Linked DNA regions of Mus musculus: region 2 is linked to region 1. Evidence: chromatin contacts called from public promoter capture Hi-C data. All regions are on one chromosome and are shown on one strand. The core of a region is the stretch at or near the end of the contact, and the rest is flanking DNA. Distances in the headings are between cores, read along the strand shown.

Evidence for each region. Capture Hi-C pulls out chosen DNA fragments and counts their contacts.
Region 2: a contact with region 1 is called in a promoter capture Hi-C map of adipose tissue, with 2.8 times the contacts expected there. The contact joins two enhancer-like sites. A contact is called at or near these places in 3 of 39 promoter capture datasets (the C10 cell line, embryonic stem cells and pre-B cells), 1 of 15 datasets of contacts at CTCF or cohesin (large pre-B cells), 27 of 484 Hi-C or Micro-C datasets (B cells, the C2C12 cell line, CD4 T cells and 21 more), 1 of 115 datasets of contacts at active chromatin or transcription factors (astrocytes) and 5 of 9 other capture datasets (adipose tissue, embryonic tail, embryonic trunk and 2 more).

The regions. Positions count from the first base shown.
Region 1 is chr1:162,879,444-162,884,397 of GRCm38.p6, reverse strand. It overlaps Fmo2 (flavin containing monooxygenase 2), which reads left to right. Exons shown (of 9, transcript NM_018881.4): 6 at 2,209-2,408; 7 at 3,661-4,016. Among named protein-coding and RNA genes, the nearest start is that of Gm32197, 9.2 kb to the right of the region's middle. Within about 2 kb of position 1,522, at least 7 of the 459 cell types and tissues checked have an H3K27ac peak or open chromatin away from gene starts, as enhancers often do. A contact at or near this core is called in adipose tissue, where this site is marked.
Region 2 is chr1:163,892,748-163,898,032 of GRCm38.p6, reverse strand. The region is part of intron 19 of Kifap3 (kinesin-associated protein 3); the gene reads right to left. Among named protein-coding and RNA genes, the nearest start is that of Scyl3, 34 kb to the left of the region's middle. Within about 2 kb of position 4,027, at least 9 of the 459 cell types and tissues checked have an H3K27ac peak or open chromatin away from gene starts, as enhancers often do. A contact at or near this core is called in adipose tissue, where this site is marked.

The sequences.
Region 1 (4,954 bases), core at 273-2,772:
AATTTGGACTTTGGGCAGATATCCCAGAGATTCAAATATGAAATTTTAAAACCACTTTTATGTTTGATTTTTTGATGCCATGAAGCTATTTTTGCTATATACCTGTGCCTTATAATTCATTAAACTTTTACATAGAACCCCTCTTCAGCAGTTATTAATTATATAAATCTATAATTAAAATAGAATAGTAAGCTCTCAGGTCTTCACATCTGGGGCTGAAAGTATGCAACTGAGAGATGGCAGCCTGAATGAACCTTGACCTTCATGTGGATTCCAGTCGTCACCTAGGGGTTAGACGTCTCTGCATCAAAGCCGGTCACTATAGAAGGAGAATAAATAAAATAGAACATGCCATGTTGACCCTACAGAAGGAGAAACAGGAAATAGTAGAAAGAGACAATGATGGAGTATTTAAATAGCATGTCCAAGACCTAGTTCAATGTTGTCAAGTCTGCATCAGAGCAACAACAGGAACAGATTGAAGTCAAAAGCAAATGTCCGCACACAGACCAGGAGCAAAGCAATGCTCTAGGAGGTGATTCTCCGCAAGTGTAGGTGGGATTGAGGTCCTTTCTCAAAAAAGAAAAATCTGTAATCCCTGCTCCAAGGCCAACCTACAAAACAATGAGAGTTTGTGTGTGCTTGTACTTCACATCAATCTATAACTTCTTTTAGCCTGCACAATAAAGTCATAAGAAAGATGCTAAACTGCCTCCATTCTGGGAAAAAAAAAAAAACTAGGGCATAGAGCAATCCAAATAACTCATACGAGGCAAGTCAGCTAATAGGGAGTAAGGCTGAGATTCAAACCTAGGAAGTCTGGACCCAGAGTCCATGGCCTAAACCTCTTAAGAAAATTGGATGTCTTGCAAATGAGTCTTATTTACTTATTGAAGACAATCTTAACAGAACTAATAAAAATGAAACAAAAAAATTGGGAAGTTAAAATGATGTATTTGGACCATAGGAGGGTAACAATAAACCAAAAATAAAAATCTTTGACAAGACTTTTAAATGTACATTTTGAAAACAAGAGAAAATTTAATGTTCAATGCAAAAATATACACAATAATGACAATTAATGAGGAAGAAGCCATGAATTTGAAAGAGAGAGGAATCAGAGAGTACTCAGGGGGAACTGGAGAGAGGAAATGGAAGTGGGGAATGATATAATCTCAAAACATAAAAATGATTTAAAGGAAAATGATGGGTACTTGGAGAGGAATAGAACCACAGGCAATGGTTTTGACTTTTAAAATGCATAATGTTCTTTTTAGCTCGTGAAAGAGGCAATTGCTCTTGTTATTCCCCATCCAGAATAGTGGGATCCAGGCATGCCTGACTACAGCCATTACAAAGTAGGCACACGCTTGCAAGACCTGTGATTATTCACCACAGATCTTCTTGGGTAGACTCGGTGAGAAGAAAGAAGGAACAACAGACCACACTGTAAACACAGGAGAAGTAGACTGACCAAGAGAATTAGTGCAAGGATTTTTGTCATGCCTCCAGAACATTATCCGGGCTTTGGGCCACTCCTCTATCAGCACATGTTACCAAATAGCAGCTGCTGAAGAGAAGAGAAAGAACTAGGAGGACCTCACTTTGACGTTAAATACTTTTAAAATGGAACCTGGGGGCTGGTGCAGTAGCTCAGTAGATACAGTGGTTTCTTCACAAGCAGGGGACCTGGGCTTAACCCCCAGAACCAGAGAAGAAAATGGGAGAAGGAAATGACTAAAAGTTATTATTATATAAATGTATGAGACTATTAAACAATGAAAAAGAGTTAAGAGGAAGGAAAGGAGGGAAGAAGGAAAGAAAGGAGGGAGGGAGGGGAGGAGGGAGGGAGACACATAAACTAGTATTGGTGGTGCTTGCTTCCTGTGCTGGGGAGGCAAATGGAGGCAGTTTCCTGGACACTGGACAACCAGCCTAGCCTAATGAGAATCCTCTCAAGGCAAACTAAAGAAAACCCAAGATGGATAACAATGAAAATGATACTCAAGGTTGACCTCTGACGTCCTTTTACACACACACACACACACACACACACACACACACACACGTGCACATACACACACACATCTTCACACATACACTACACACAAATTAACACAGTAAATAGAATTCAGCCAACTGCACCACCAAACACCTTTCATAGCAACTGGTCAAATTTCACCTGCTGTTGAAATTTCTTTTCACCAGGTGTTTGTCAGCACCAGACATGGATCCTGGGTCATGAGTCGAATCTCTGAAGATGGCTACCCTTGGGACATGGTGTTCCACACTAGATTTAGCTCCATGCTCCGAAATGTCCTGCCCCGCACGGTCGTCAAGTGGATGATGGAACAACAGATGAATCGATGGTTCAACCATGAAAATTATGGTCTGGTGCCTCAGAACAAGTACTGTTATTCTGTTTTTGTGGTATACTCATCACAGCCAGGGTTGCCTGATGTGGTCTTTCTTTGCAAAGGTCCTATTTGCTATGATAGTTTGAGCTGTAAGCCAACAGTATGTATAATTGTATCGATCCTGGAGTTCTAATTCCAAATTTCTACTGTGTGTCAAAAACAAACACACAAAACACTCACACATACATATACACACACAGAGGGAGAGACAGAGAGAGAGACAGACAGAGAGAGAGAGAGAGAGAGAGAGAGAGAGAGTTAAGAAGTTGGGATAGAGGCTTAGACACCGCTCCATAACTCAGGGTTGGGGTTGATTGGAAGAGCTTTCTAACACTCAGACTGTCCAAGGCTCCTCAAGAGTTGGTGATCCTCTCAGAGCAAGGTGATGGGAAAAGACAGCTCTCCATCTGATAGGTCAACCCTTGCCACGCCCATGTACCCTGAAGGCTGTTTCCAAAGGAACATGTAGCCAGAAGACAAATATTTACTAATATCAAAGTAAACATTGCTGATGTTTGTTTACCTTTTTCAAATGTTAGCAGTCTCCTACTCCTGAGGATAGGAAGACATTGAGAGTCTTGTAATAGATGCCCCCATTAGGCTGAATGGTGGATGAATCCAGTATCCATGTTATGTATTGCCTTGTTTGGAAGAGAGAGAAAGAGAGAGAGAGAGAGAGAGAGAGAGAGAGAGAGAGAGAGAGAGAGAGAATAAAATAACTTATAAACCAAGAATTCCAGAAATACAATCAGACTTTGCTCCACCACCCACCACAAACAGGGCTCCTATGGATACTGAGATCAGTAAATATCAGCAACTTTCATTTTATCCATTGATTTTCACACTGACCCCACAGTAGGTCTCATTGCTAATGTAGTCTATTTTCCCTTATTTACTATCAGGTAGAGATTAAATGAAGCTACAAATAATGAAAACTACATAGCATAAAAAGAGAGAGAGGCACCGAAGGGCAGTAATTACCGGCAAATTCAAAGATTAACAGTAGGTGCTGGGTGGGATCATATCTAAGCCCCTGGAATGACTTCCACCTTTAGGTTGATTTTTGCTGTTATCATCTACTTGAGATTGTCAAGATTCGAATGAGTTCAATAACACAGTTTGGGGCAGGCAAATTAGTTGAGTTAGAGTTTCCTGGCTATTTAAAATAAAACCCTGAATTTTCAGCACTACCCCTAAAACTGTCAGTGACCCCTCTAAATGCATTCTTTCCTGTGTGCCTCAGATACCTTATGAAAGAACCTGTGCTAAACGACGACCTCCCCAGCCGCCTGCTGTACGGAGCCATCAAAGTAAAAACACGGGTGAAGGAGCTCACGGAGACAGCTGTGGTCTTCGAGGATGGCACGGTGGAGGAAGACGTGGATATCATTGTCTTTGCCACGGGGTATACGTTCTCTTTTTCTTTCCTGGAAGACTCACTTGTTAAAGTGGAGGATAATAGGGTTTCCCTGTACAAAGCCATGTTTCCCCCTCACCTGGAGAAGCCAACCCTTGCGTGCATAGGTCTCATCCAGCCTCTAGGCTCCATCTTCCCAACCGTAGAGCTTCAGGCGCGCTGGGCGACAAGAGTTTTCAAAGGTGAGTGAGATGCTCAACTCAGCGGAAGTTTTACATTTCTTTTTTAATTTTAAAAACTTTATTCGTGTGTGTGTGTGTGTGTGTGTGTGTGTGTGTGTGTGTGTGTGTGTGTGTGTGTGTGTGTATGTGTCAAAAACAGGAGTACATGGGGAGACCAAAGGACAGCTACCCTATGAGGGTGTTGTCTCTCTGCTGCCACCTTGTGGGGCACGGAGGTAAATCTCAGTTTGCCTGCACTCTAGCATGGCTCTACCCACTGAGCCATCTCACTGGGACAAGGTTTTAAATGTTTTCAAAGGTTTGCCCGTGCAGCACGTCATCTTCCTCGAAAGGCTAATTTTTCTCCTGTTTTTGGGGGGTTCAATTCTGTTCAAGAAAAGTCTCATTTGACACCTAGCCTGTGCTGAGATCTAGTGAGCCAGAAAGAAATTTAAACAAGTCATTTTAATAACATGACAAGTGCTTTGCTGGCCGAATGCATACTGTGGAAACAGGAGCTTGGTCCTGTCGGAACGTGCATGGTCCGGGAACACTTCCTGGTGTCTGAGTTTCGCAGATCCAGAAAAGGGATTTCCTGAACAAAAGACAACAGAGACAGGATGCCTGCAGAGAACTGGGAGCCTCCCATTGCTGGAGGTGGGAGGGGAAGAGAGATTAATCTTAGAGAAGAACCAGTGGACACAAAAGCTTTGTTAAAGATTTGGGATTCTAAAACCTAAATGTATAGACACCTGTGAGGAGGTTTGGTTTGTGTGTGTGTGTGTGTGTGTGTGTGTGTGTGTGTATGTGTGTGTGTGTGTGTACATAGTTTCTGTTTGTTTGTTTTGGTTTTAGTTTTGTTTCTGTTTTGCAGAAGGGGAGTGAGAAGGAATCTATTATAGCCAAGGCTGTCCTCAAATTTGCTATATAGCCTGGCCTTGAATTCCAGATCACGTGCT
Region 2 (5,285 bases), core at 2,778-5,277, 1.0 Mb before region 1:
CTATTCAAACTGAATGCAAGTCAGCTACACAGCCCACATGGCTTTTATCTGATTAGTAAGCTATTGGTACAGGACATCACGAGTGACGATGGGCATCACGGAGAATAAGGCAATTAATTAATATTACATTTAAAGGCCTACAGCCCAGCATTGAAAGATGTTGTTTAATGTTTTTAACATTAGAAAACTTAATGACTATTCATAGCAGGCCTCATCCAAACAGACAGGACTAGAAAGAATAGCTCAACCTTGAATTACACAGTCCTCTCCAGCTAAGGACTATGCCTAACACTACGACTCAAGGCCTAAATGGACTTGCTATCGTATTTAAAATTTGAATAAGGAAACATTTGAAATGGTAATTTGCGTTGTAGTAAAAAAAAAAAAAATCTACTTCTGAAGATAGCATTACCTAAGAGCAAACATCTCCTACAAGCACTCACGTACACTTAAAAACTTCAGACTTCCTTTTAATTTATATTTGCATTGCTTTATTTTGAAACAGAGCGTCATGATTACCTATGCTGGCCTGCATTGATATCCTCTTGCCGCAGCTTCCTGAATTCTGGGCAAACAGATATGCACCAACATACCTGACTAAATTCACTCTCAATTGTATCGATATAGTCGGCAAAAATTCGACCAGTACACTTGGAAAACCATATGAACTTTACCACTAGACGATCACTCTTAAATGGTGGTGATGTGTTCAATTTCCCAGCCAAGCCAGGGTTAACACCCATGTCATGTCTTTAAACACAAGGCTGTGTACAGTCGATGTGTTAACATTTTTATAGGATTCAGTTCTATTATTTTACTTGTAGATTCAGTTATAGCAGTATTTTTTCCTCCTAAATGAAAGTCTTAATAACGTCTCAATAATGTGGTTTCCCTTGAGAAAAACCTTTGGGCTTTCTACGCAGCTAGTAAGCATCCAAAAGCTTTGCTCTGACCACCAGATAGAAACGGCACTGCCCCAGTGAGGGCCATCCACTGCCAAGCTCTCGTGCTTCTAACTGTGAAAGGAAAGGAAATAACTGAAAATAGCTTTCCAAGCGACACTGCAACCTCTCCAGGGAAAGACATCTTCCCAAGGTTCCAGTGATTTTTGGCTTGCATTTCTATTTTTTAGTAACATTTACAGTTTGCTAATGCTGATCTAATAAATCTAGCTTTAATAATCTAATAAAATCTAGCCTTAAAGGTTATAGGCCCAATTTACTAATAAAATCTAATTCAATTTTCCATGGGAAATGCAAATAATTAGTGTCCAAGCAGTGGAGGGAGGCCTTTTCACCGCACTAAAGAAGCTGTCTCTAAAAAGTCTCAATAAAAACGACAAGTAAGACAAGTAGAGCAAACTCACAGGGATGTATTTAACAGGCACCAGAGAAGCACCATTCTCTTTAGAAGGGACTTGCACAAGACAATCACTCTCCAACCAAATGAGACAACCTCATTCTTTCACTTTCATTTTAGTACAACTGGATTTACTCTTTAGAGAGAGTTTAAGGTAATGAACTAATTACTTAATGCGTTAATATACTCTTCATAGCTTGCCTTCAAGAAAATGTGAAATACCAATTTGCAAGAAGACATGTCCAAATGTATTAAAGCAAAATAGGTTTATAATTTGTCTTGCTATGAAGTGAATGTTATACCTCCCTTTTAAAAACATTTTCTCTCTACTGCCTCAAACAGAGGTCACCAGGAATAACGTCTGATGTCCTTGTCATCTGGATGCAGTAACCGTGTGCAACAAAGGCTGCTCCTCGGACTGAGCTTAAGGGCTTCAGTATTTATCACTGCCCAGTTCCGGTTGGTTCCCTAAAAATCTCTGACCCTTAATTTCTATTTTCACTCTTCACCCTCTTCACATACATGACTTGATCAAATGTGACATGTGCAGGTATGACGGTCAGAGGCATGTGAGTCATTAGCTTTGGTGTACTCAGATTTTTAAAAAGTCTTAAACATTTTCTTGGAAAAATTTAAAGGTTCCTAGGAATACTTTACTTTGAGAAATGCAATTGGTAATATCCAGAAAGTATAATAAAATTTCTCATAAGGATCCTTTCACATAGCAAGTCTCCTAATGAAAACAACCTTTATGTGAGTTTCCCCACCACGGACATCTTAGAGCTCCTGCCATTCATGCTCAGCAGGTTTCTGCATCCTACAAGTTTACAGGGAGAGTGATCACTGCACTGTTTTAGGCATGATTTCCTTTGTTATATAGCTTATGAATGATTTTATTAATTTCAGGAAATTCTGCGACATATTTCCACTCCATCAATCCTGACAAAACTAGAAAGAGCTTAATTATTCCTCTGATTTAGACCTGGACAGCATTTACTACTGTGTTTGAGATGTTTTTACATAAGCTAAAAAATCCCTTCGATAACTTAATATTCATAATTAATTTTCAATATATTATAAAAGTTTGCATAGATCTACATATTTTCCGGTAGAAGCATCATTATAAAACAAAGCAATTTTTAAAGTAATGGGATGCTATACTGCTATTCAACCTTGCTGTTATATTCTCAATATACATACATATGTATTTATAAAGAAACTGTGTCTTTAAAAATTATTTTCTCATTTGTATGTATGAGTGTTTTACCTGGGTCTGTGTATACCATGTTTGTGCCTGCTGCTCACAGGGTCAGAAAAGGTCATCAAATCCCTTGGAACTGGAGTTACAGATGTTTGTGAGGCAACATGTGGGTACTGGGAATTGAATCTCAGGTCCTCTAAAGAAGCGGTGGTGCTCTTAACTGCTGAGCCATTTCTCCAGCCCCTCTTCTGTATTTCTTTTAATCAAGGCTTTAAAAAAAACTTTATTTAAACCTATAAGCAGTTCTTTTAAACATGCCTGCAAGTCTCCAGAACTAAGGTGTTTTGGGGACCTACACATATAACCACGTCAAGAACTCAGTGTATAGAAGTTTAGCAGTGCATTAAATATACAGGACACTGAATGAGTTATTTTATTTTTAAGATTATATATTGTTTGATAATGGCCTTGTCCTAAACCTGGTAAGTTAGGGTTTTGATGGGGGATAAGGGCAGCCTTAGAGTGAAAGAAGTGACTCTCACTTGTATACACAGAATCCTAGTGATAGGAAAAACAACACATGAAAAACTAAGTGGTTGGTAGTATAAGGATGCTTCCTAGCAGGTCTGACCACCCGCATTTAATACTTGGGGTCCATGATGAAAGGAAAGGACTGATGCCTGCAGTTTCCCTCTCATCTCCACATGCATGCCATGGCAGGTACAGTCAATATGGAAGTGTAATTTATGGTTAAAATTTATGGTCTAAATGATTCTTTCATTCAGAGAAATAATCTGCTACTTCATTATGATCCTGAAACTAACACTTCAGCCGTTATTTAATGGTTCACAAGATAAGGAGGCTTCAGTGAAAGGCATACATGTATAATATATAAGCTCAAGCACAAAACAAATAACAGTAAATACGCTAAGAAAAAAGACAAGAGGTTGTAACTAACACACAGAAAACGAAGGCGTATGAAGCAGGGAACAGGTCATGGGCGAGTCCACTTCACTCTGACCTCAGCGAGATGGTCAGTGATGACATCATCCTACCAATAACAAAGAGCGCCAGGCTCTCTGAAAAATATTTTTCAAAGCCCCAAGGAAACTGAAGCAGACTGCGTTTTTTTTTTCCAGTTTATGAAAATTGGATTCCTATAAAAGGAAAATGGACCATTTTTACTGCAACAAAAACTGATTTGTAAAAGCTGGAAGCAGTTTAAGAATACTCTCAACATGAGGTTCTTGTTAGTCTTGAAAAGTAAGAGTTATAATAAAAAAATGTCCAAAAATATGGCATGAATACATAGTACATAACATTAAAAAAAAAAAAAAACAACCAAAAACCTTGCCTTGCTCCCATTATTTTTAATTAGCTTCAATACCAAGTTCCACTTCACTCCCAACCCCAGTTCAGAGCTGGGGAGATTTACATTTGACACTGTGATTGGCAACCTCAGAGCTAATGCCTTGGAGCCCTAATGCATTTTGCATTAGCTCTAAATGTCGGGAAACCCTGGCGCCAAGAGGTTCAAACCAATAGTGACACGTGTCTAAAGCCAAGGATTTGCTGTCCAACTGCCAGTATCTATTTTATCAAACGTCCGGTCTCTCTTGTAGAATGAGATAGATGAGTTTAACAGCTTTCACTGTTTCCAATTAAACTGACTCACCACATTACAGAAATGCAGACCCTCAGACTACGAAGCACCTTTGACTTGAGCTTAGGAAAAGCAACGATATAGATTAGGTCTTAACACTTTTTTCAATTTGGCTTAGTTTCTCAGATTTTAATTCATATATCTTTTAATTATCAAACATAAAAATTAATTCTTTACCTAGCAGGCACCCGGGATCAACTGCTTTACAGGAAGCTACTCAAATTGAAATGTTCCCGTAATAAAGCCTGAAAGCCATGGAAGTCGAGTGGCGGTGGCACTTCCCATTGCTGTAACTTTCTCATGCTCTGTCATACATGCCACTGCCAATCACTACAAATAGTGTTGATGAGACAATGCTCCTGTTTCCGCATTAATCTTTTACTATTCTTCCCTACATAACTTTGCTAGGTTTAGCTGTCCTCAAGACAATGATGAGGAAGCAGGGAAGAGTTGGTAGGTAATCTGGATATTTCCCTGACTTAGGGAGAGGCTCCAGAGGCAGCACTTCTTCCCTCTAAGGGTAACCAGGCTTGTCAGATTTTAAATCCACAGCCTAAGTTCTTTGTCTTTTCAACACCAGGAGAGGTGAGAGTTAAAGACAACAATTTCAGGTTAGTGAATGGAACATTTATGGAAATATATTCTTATATTATTTAAAGTCAGTTAATAAAATGGAAATTTTCATAATCAGCATTTTTTTTGCTTTTTTTAATTGGATATTTTCTTCATTTACATTTCAAATGCTATCCCAAAAGTCCCCTATATCCTCCCCCCTACCCTGCTCCCCAACCACTCACTCTCACTTCTTGGCCCTGGCTTTCCCCCTCCCTGTACTGGGACATATAAAGTTTGCTAGACCAAGTGTCCTCTCTTCCCAATGATGGCCAACTAGGCCATCTTCTGCTACATATGCAGCTAGAGATACAAGTTCTGGGGGTACTGATTAGCTCGTATTGTTGTTCCACCTATAGAGTTGCAGACCCCTTCAGCTCTTGGGTACTTTCTCTAGCTCCTTCATTGGGGGCCCTGTGTTCCATCCTATAGATGACTGTGAGCATCCAC